Linked DNA regions of Ovis aries: region 2 is linked to region 1. The links are chromatin contacts, called in public Hi-C maps. All regions are on one chromosome and are shown on one strand. The core of a region is the stretch at or near the end of the contact, and the rest is flanking DNA. Distances in the headings are between cores, read along the strand shown.

The links. A called contact is a pair of places that touch in the nucleus more often than the background predicts.
Region 2: a Hi-C map of tail adipose tissue shows a contact between it and region 1, with 6 times the contacts expected there. The contact joins the promoter of MAP4K5 here to the promoter of DMAC2L in region 1. A contact is called at or near these places in 14 of 16 Hi-C or Micro-C datasets (blood, hypothalamus, liver and 7 more).

Annotation. Positions count from the first base shown.
Region 1 is chr7:41,453,828-41,458,254 of ARS-UI_Ramb_v3.0, reverse strand. DMAC2L (distal membrane arm assembly component 2 like) reads right to left here and starts at 1,806. Exons shown (of 5, transcript XM_004010512.6): 1 at 1,747-1,806. L2HGDH (L-2-hydroxyglutarate dehydrogenase) reads left to right here and starts at 1,904. Exons shown (of 9, transcript XM_042252308.1): 1 at 1,904-2,121. The coding sequence starts at 1,982.
Region 2 is chr7:41,661,137-41,665,615 of ARS-UI_Ramb_v3.0, reverse strand. MAP4K5 (mitogen-activated protein kinase kinase kinase kinase 5) reads left to right here and starts at 1,523. Exons shown (of 32, transcript XM_027971724.3): 1 at 1,523-1,725. The coding sequence starts at 1,618. LOC121820086 (collagen alpha-1(I) chain-like) reads left to right here. Exons shown (of 5, transcript XM_042253122.2): 2 at 287-422; 3 at 542-596; 4 at 847-1,302; 5 at 1,509-1,618. The coding sequence ends at 1,611.

The DNA of each region.
Region 1 (4,427 bases), core at 557-3,056:
AGTGGTTGGGACACTCTCACTGCCAGGGTTCAGAGTTCCATCCATAGTCAGAGAACTAAGATTCCATAAGCCCCATTGCATGACCAAAAATAATACTAATAATAATAAGAAGAAGGAGAATCTATACAGGTGTGATAAAATCTGTACAGGACTAAACACAAACACAAATGCAAAACAGGCTATCTGAATAAGATCCATGGGCTGTTCCTGGTTATGCTGTTGTATCAAACTTTTACAAGATGTTACTATTTGAGAAGACTGTGTAAAGGGTACACAGGATCTCTACTGTTTCTTACAACTGCATGGAAATCTACAATTAACTCAAAATTCAAATTAAGAAATTTTCTAATAAAAAATTAAAAACTAAAAATGAATATCTTATTTTTCATTTGTGATGAACAAGCAGGCAACATTCCACATTATTTTCACAAAGAAAATATGCATAACTATCCAAGTGATAAAAACCATATAAACATAATAAAAACCATCATTTTATTGAGCATTTTACTGTGCTAAACATCTGATGAGCCTTATCTTGCTCATAAAAAGTCCTATGAGGGGGACCCTACATCACTCATAGTTCACACAGGAGGGGCTGAGGGAAAGGGGTGACTCCACTTTCCCAAGCTATGTGACTAATAACTGGAGCCAAATTCAGACAGGCAAGTAAGTTTTCCCAGCAATAAAGTCAGTGCCCATGGGGTGATCAGTGGTGTCCGGCTCTTTGCCACCCCATGGACTGCAGGTCGCCAGGCTCCTCTGTCCACAGAGTTTTCCAGGCAAAAATCCTGGAGTGGGTTGCCATTTCCTACTCCAGGGGATCTTCCGGACCCAGGGACTGAACCTGCGCCTCCTGCATTGGCACTGGAAGCATATTCTTTACCACTAAATCCAAATACAGTAATAAAGTTACATCGTTCTATTTTTGTTTTGCTCAGCTGTCCTGACCCTAAAAATTAAAAAACAAAAAACAAAAAACAAAGCCTTCCATCAAACGCTGACAACAGGTGTTAGGCACAGAGCTAGAGGATCACGTAATCTGACACAGGTCTTTCAGAGACTACAGAGCCTGCTTCCCTCATTTTATAGCTAAACAGGGGTGAAGTGACATGCACAGGTGAATCATTGTTTCCAGGCCTGCAAAGCATATTTAAAACCAGGCCAGTATTAAAAAAAAAAAAAAAAAAAGGAAACAGATCGCTAAATGACGGCAGAGACCGAGCAGTCTGTTTCATTTATGCGCTCAATATTTACAAGACCAATAATGAATGACATGTCAGGAGCCACATATATGGATGGCCAGAAAACAGCAGACTATCAGGCGTCGCCATGACAGAGCCTCGGTCTGGAGAAGGTTGGGGCTGGACTGTGCCCTTTAGTGAGCACTCCGCTCTGTAGGAGACTCATTGGAGACAGAGGTTCTCCGCAAGAAGCCGCTAGGGACGTGGGGCGGGGCTAGGAAGAGGCGAGGTTGAGAGGGCGGAGCCACGAGGGACGCGGGGAGGGGTCGAGGGGGCGGGGCCTAGCTGGAGGAAAGGAGGGCCTCTGGGCCTGCCCTAACGAGAATTTTCACCATCATCATCCCCAGACTTTGTCCTGCGGCGCCAAGTCCGCTGGGCTGTGCAGGTCGAGGACGCCTGACTCGGCGGGCCAGATTTTCAGTTAGCCCAGAGATGGGAGAAGGGAAAGGGGAGAGGGTGACCACCACTAGTCCCGCCCCTCTCGGGGCCTAGCTCCTCTACTCACGGCGGCAAAAGGAAGGAGCAAGCTGGCGTCCCCAGCGTCTACGGCGGCGCAGGCCTGCCCTTCGCCCTCCGCCGCGCGCGTCCATTGGCCACTGGCGGCTGCGCCCACGTGGGGCGAAGGTGCGCCCTTCATTGGCCTCTGCCTGGGGGGCGGGGCTAGAGGGCGCTGGGACGCGGGCATTGCAGGTCTCAAGGGCTGGCTTCTAGAGCTTGAGGCAGGGAAAGGGGCCCAGACGATGGGACCCGCGCTGCGTTACCTGGGCAGTGTCTGCGGACGGGCCCGCGGGATTTTCCCCGGGGGCTTCTCCGCGGCGCGCACACCCGCGTCGGGGAAATCCCGGCTGTTGTGCCAGGGTGGCCGCAGAGCCAGCACCAGGTGAGTACCCGCTGGCCCGCCCCCCGCGGTCTGCGCTGCCTCTCTTGGAGGTGCCTAGTGCTGGACCTCTGCCTCTGCTCTTCTTCGCTGTCCTCGGCGAGAGAGAAGGTCGGGATCCTGTGAAGCCCGGGCTCCAGCCTCAGATCCCAGGAGCTATCTGGCTGGATCACTCGTAGGCTTGTGGGCGAGAGGAGAAGAATAAGAAAGGCAGTGTCGAGTAGAGGTCAAGAACAGTCCTGGCTTTGAATACAACTCCACCGCTTCCCATTCAACCCTGGGCGGGTTGCTTAAGCTCCTTTAAGGCTCAGTTGTGAATCGGAACCTAGTCTCTCGCGCAAGTGGTCGTTTTGAGGATTAAAAGGACCTCACACACTGTAAGCAATTAAACGTGCTGTTTGTTCGCTGGTCTTCCTGATGTTACTTGGAACATCTGAAACCGGTCTTAAATCATTCCGTTCCCTGGCACACACACGGCTGCATAGAGTTGTCCGTATGAGAAGCAGCTCAGCTGCTAATCAAACCCTGCAGAATTCAGCGTCCTGTGATTTGAAATGTGGAGATCACGTATGAAATTACTGTTTTTTACCTGCTCTCTGTATGGGGAGCGGTTTATGCGAAGGTTTCAAAGCTGGAAAGCTCTTGGCTCTTTTTCGGGAACTAGCATGTGGGCAACATGAGTGTGAGTGGAGCTTGGCGGAACAGAGGATGGTGTGGAAAGACACCGGAGAGGGGTTACATCACAGCAGAGGTTTTGCTTTAACTGCACGTGGAATTTTATTCTAAGGGCTCTGGGAGACTTTTAAAGACGTGATTAAATGTTGATGTTTCAAAAGTTGATTCTGGCTGCTGTGTATTAGTGGGTTGGAGGGGAATTAGTGTGGAATAGGATTTGTGATTCATCGTGTTCTTTTGGGAACCTTTTCTTAAGGGAAGAAAAGTAAGGTTAGTGAAGGTTTTGTTTATACTTTTTTAATTTTGAAATGATTAAAGATCCATAGGAAGTCCCCCTTCCCAAAGAAAACCCACAAAAACCCAGACCAGAGAGCTCTCATGTACCCTTTTTCACCCAATTTGCTCCAACATCTTACCTAACTGTAATAACTGTCAAAACAAGGAAAAGGATATTAGCACAATCCATAGACCTTGTTCAGATTTTCATCAGTTTTCCATGCACTCGTTTTTTTTTAATTGCTTCACTACTTACAGACTTTATTCTATATAACATTTAGTATCTTAAAAGATTATTTTGAAAATTGAAATTATATTAGGTAGATAGATTTGGAGGAGAATTGCTTCTTTATAATTTTGAGTTTTCCCATCCATGAACTTGGCATATCTTTTCATTTATGCATACTCATTTGTTATTTAGGAGCTTCCCAGGTGGCTCAGTAGAAGAATCCACTTGTCAGTGCAGGAGTGGGAGGAAACACAGGTTTGATCCCTGGGTCCAGAAGATCCCCTGGAGGAGGAAATGGCAACCCACTCCAGTATTCTTGCCAGGATAATACCATGGACAGAGGAGTATTCTCCATGGGATGGCAAAGAGTTGGACACGACTGAGCATGCACACACACGCCTTTGTTATTTAATAGAGTTTAAAATTTTTCTCTGTGAAGTTCGTTTTTTCTTAGGTTAATTCTTAGATTCCCTTATTGTTTTGTTGCTATGATAAATAATGTCTTATATTCTTTCAGCTGGATTTTACTTGTATAGAATATGCTCTTTTTTTTTTTTAATGCTGTTTTGTATTTCTTATCCAGTATTGGGGATTTCCCTGGTAGCTCAGATGGTAAAGCCTCTGCCTGCAATGCAGGAGACCTGGGTTCAGTCCCTGGGTTGGGAAGATCCCCTGGAGAAGGAAGTGGCAACCCTCTCCAATATTATTGCCTGGGAAATTCCACGGATAGAGGAGCCTGGTGGGCTACAGTCCAAGGTGTCACTAAGAGTCGGACATGATTTGGAAACTAACACTTTATCACTTTAGGGCTTTCCCAAGTGGCTCAGTGGTAAAGAATCTACCTGTCAAGTAGGAGACACGAGTTCAGTCCCTGAATTGGAAAGATCCCTTGGAGAAGGAAATGGCAACCCACTCCAGCATCCTCGCCTGGAAAATCCTATGGACAGAGGATCCAGTCCATGGGGTCACAAAAGAGACAGACATGACTTAGCGACTAAACAACACCAACATCCAGTTTTGGCACCTGAGTCACAGGTACTTCATAAAATGAGTTAGGGAGTTTTCAGCTTTTTAAATTTTTCTGGAACATCTTCGATGATAGAGATTATCCATTCCTTGAAATTTTGGT
Region 2 (4,479 bases), core at 274-2,773, 210 kb before region 1:
CCACAAGGCAACATCCACAACTTGCACTTTTGTGATTTTTCAAATGCATTGGCCAACTGTTAAACTGGCTTTTTTGTTCAAACCTTCACGGGGCTCTAGAAATAACTTTGCCAGTATACAAACTGGTAAGGTTATTTCTACCTTCAGAACAAGACCAGAACTGAAACCGCAAACAGCCTGCGAAATACCAGCCAAATTACTTCCCTAAACTCCTGTTCCATATTTTGTACATTGTGAAATATTTTTAAACCTCATATTTTGATAACCCTCTTTATAATCCTGTAAGATGCTTTATAAACACTCTCTTGGGTGTCAGAGGCAAAACCCTATCCTCTTCAAGCTGCAGACAGGGAGATATTGCCAAATCCGACGTCTTTCTTGTCCCGGGTCACATACTGAGGAAGCGGTAGAACCAGAACCAGGTTGTGGTCCCTAATTCTGTCTCAGCTTCTGCAAAGCTCCTGACTCAAATAAAGGAGCAATATCCGCATTGAGACACCGCGTGTGCCCAACTGGGATACTGGCCACTGAGACTTCCTAGGAATTCAGACTTTCAGAAATGTCTCGGGAAAACTCACAGAAGACAGGTTGCGCAGGTGTGTAGGGAAGCCTCAAACTGGTACCACTGGGAATGATTTGCAAAACAGGACGGTGCAGTAGGGTGTGCCGCGATTTAGTTAACCTGGCACTTCCCACCTCCTTTCCTGGCGCCCCACTGCCAGCTGACTCCTGGCCCAGTGCCCTCAACGTACCTTCTCTGAACTGGGCGGGGGCCGCGTTCCCGTCTCCCTCGTGCCCACCCTTCTCCCGCTACCCGTCACTCTCCAAGTTTACCTGACAAAGCAGGGGGCGGTTTAGCCGAGGCGCGTCCGCCCACGAATGCACCGGGGGCGTCCCTAACACCCGCGGGTGGGGAGCAGAGCCCGGCCCGGAGGGACGCGCCGGGCGAGGGGGCGCGGCGGCCCGGCCGGGAGAGTGTCGTGTCCCGAGCAGGCCTCAGGGCGGCACTCTGGCCCCGCGGCCGGCGCGCTCGGGCGGGCCTCTGGGCGCCCGACCCACGCTGGCCGGGAACGTGTCTCCCGGTGACGCAGCCCCGGGTGGGGAACGTGGTGCGGCGGCGGCGGCGGCGACGGTACGCGCCTCGGCCGCCCGCGAGAGGACGTGCGGTGCTGCGGGAGGCGACGGCGGTGGCGGCGCGGGACCTGGAGCGGCCGGCGGGAGCCGGGAAGCAGGACGCAGGCGCGGGCGAGGAAGTAGGTCCCGGGCGCGGCGCTCAACAAAGAGCGGGGCCGCCCCCCTGAGGTATCCTGCCGACCCCGAGCGCCCGCGGGCGGGCAGACCCGGTCCGGCAGTTCGCGGGCGGCCTGGGAGGGGGAAGGGCCGCGGCCGGAACGCGGCGGCGGGGCGCCAGGGACAATTCCAGGCCGGCTGGTCCGCGGTCCCCGGACGGGCGGAAGGGAAGGGGCTGGGCCGCTCGGGATTGTAGCCTCTGCTTGTCCCTCGTGCAGGCGGAGTTGCGGGCAGAGGCTCCATGTTGGGAAGCGGCGCCGCTCGTCCTCGTTAGCGGGAATCGGGGCGCCGCGGGCAGAGCCGGCGGGGGCCGGGCCCTGAGTGAAGATGGAGGCCCCTCTGCGGCCTGGGGCCGACATCCTGAGGCGGAACCCGCAGCAGGACTACGAGCTCGTTCAGAGGGTCGGCAGCGGCACCTACGGGGACGTCTATAAGGTGAGGCCGGCCGGACTCTTTTCCTGCGGTCAGCGGGCTTCCTGGAATAGGCCACTTTCTGGGGAGTATGAGGAGGGGGCAGGATGCTTTTATCATTGCATCTTGGAGATGCCGCGGCCGTGGTTCAGTGTGCTCGGTTTCAGGGCACCTTCTATTCACTGCTTGCTCTAATCGCTCCAACAAGCAGAACTAATCACACCTTTGCAAACTACCTTTGTACTTTTTTGTGGTATAAAGGCTGTTTTCATGCTTATTTGTGGTATCCAGGGGAGTTCGAATCTGCTTGGGGAGTTGCACTTGAAAATGTTCTTGTCTTAGCATGGAAAAATGCTTCCTGGAAGTCGGGAGACCAGAAAGTATATTGACATTCCGACATTTGCATAAGAAAACTTTTTGATGGATAATCGTGGTTTTAAAAGTCCTGTGAAATCCCTCCTCTTCAGTTTTATCTGTAAGCAGTCTAAAAAGTGGCTTGGGCACAAACATTATCTTATGTAGAACAATGCTTTTCCCGGCAGAAGTTTCGTTATTTGTATCAGGTGATTCCTTTTTCTACTTTAGCAGTTCCTCTCTTTGGAATTTATAACATCCCATGACCAAGAGTGGTTAAGAGCTGCTGTCCTTTTAATTGTACTTGTTTGCTTTATTTGGAACGAAAGATGAGGATGTTACTCTCAATTTGAGATTTGAAAAAACATAAAGAGACGCAAACCCGGTTCCCCAAGTTCACTGAGTTCTTGAAGGATCAAGATGAAAGAGATTGTTTCGGATTGTCTTATGCTTTTTGTTGTGTTTCAAAAAGGAATCTCTACTGCAACTCTTGTGGATGTATTGCGGGAAATTTTCCTGGATTTGGAACAGCTTTGTTTATTGGATTTAATCATGTTATGTATGCCATTATTCCAAGTAACACTCCTGCTTGTCCTTGAAACTGGCCTTGTGTTATATGGTTAATTAACCAGTAGAATCCTCTGGGGTATGTTGTTTTGCATAGGTGGTAATATGGAAGAAAATCATCCTTTCTTCCTAACTTCTGTTTTTGTTAATATCCTCCTTATTAATAGTAACAATTTGAGGTTGTGCTAAGACAGCTCTAACACTGATTCTATTGAGATGAAAAGTAAAGGGTAGGATTTTTATTTAAGCAAGCATTTGCATCTTCTGTACTAGGTACTGTTCTGTATGGTATGTTGAATTGGGAGGAAGGATCCAGCTTTTGCCTTGTGAATAATTTTAATTCAAAGTGGATAATTATAATAGAATCCAGAATCCTCTTTATATAGAATTAGAGGTATAGTTAACTCTTGTTTATTCATGAATTAGCCATTTTGTGGAATGATCTTTAAAAACTTGAAATTCCTATTTGCTTTCTCAGTCCCGCTTTTTAGTCATCTTCTGTTTATGATTCACTATGTATTACTAGTTAATGTTAATCATACAGTTGTTCATCATCAATTCAGTTCATGTTAATAATACAGTAATCTGAATTCCAGTTCTTGTATATTTTCTCTCCTTCCTACTACAAGAACATTTGAAGTGTTCCCCACAGAAATCCCAAGACTTTTACCATTTTTCTTTATAAATATAACAGCTAACTAAAGCAGTTATCTGGAGCAGGGTTTTATCCTTGCCAGGGAAAGCAAAAGGTTATATTAAGGGGGCAGCTAAGATTACTTTTTACCCTGGTGCCTCCCTGCCCTATCTCTCTTCTACAGTTCCTAAACAGAGGATCAAAGACTGAATATTTATCATACAGCACCTTCAACTGTCAGCTCACACATGATCCCTTTCTCTTATATTCATGCTCCCTCACTTTATGTGTATATTCATTCCGCAGCAAGCAGTTGCTGATTCCTAAACATCCTCAAAATCCTGGTTCCTTGTCTTTTGTTCTCTTTTGGTCTAATTACCTGGAATCACCTCCTTCCTAAATTTCCAACTGTTATTATCCTAACTGTCCAGGAAAGCCTTACTCCAATGCTCTTCCAGGAGGCCCTAGACAGACCTTCCGCATTCTCTCTCTGGCCTCATTTATTACTTTTCCCCCTCCTTCATTGTCTTCTAGCAACACTGGCCTGCCTGCTCTTTCTTAAACAGAATGTACATCTTCCTACCTTTGGGCCTTTGTTCTGGCTATTCCTGCTGCTCACAATGGCTTTCCTCAGACAGCCACATGGCTTGCTCCCTTCCCTCCTTGCTTTTATACCCTCTCAATCTTTTTTCCCTACTTCTTTTCTCTTTGCACTTATTACTCTAATGTTTTACTTACTTTTTTCTTGTTTGTTATCTATCTCAATCCAAGAACATACTCCCCGAGGGCAGGAATTTTCTGTTTTACGCACTGCTCTGTCTCTAACAGTACCTAGAATTGTGCCTGGCACAGAATAAGCACTTTCTGAAACTGATGAGTGAATGACCATCAGTAATTCTGTCCCCTACTTCTTTGGGCATATGCTTTTGACATCACAACACTAAGTTAACATTTAATACTCTATATATTCTTGTAATGCCGATTATATCCTGCATACGAATTTTTATTATAAATTTCAATTATTTGAGTCCCCTAGGAAAAATATTTCTGGAAAACTGTTTCATAGCATATCCATTGTCAATATTTTAAAACTTAACAGAATTTTAAGTCTGTGTATTTACTCCTTAATATGCCTAAAAACAGGTAACATTCAAACTGTAGTATTGAAGTTTTTTAACTCAGAGCACTTAATTTTATTATTTATCACTGTGTTTAGGATGAAC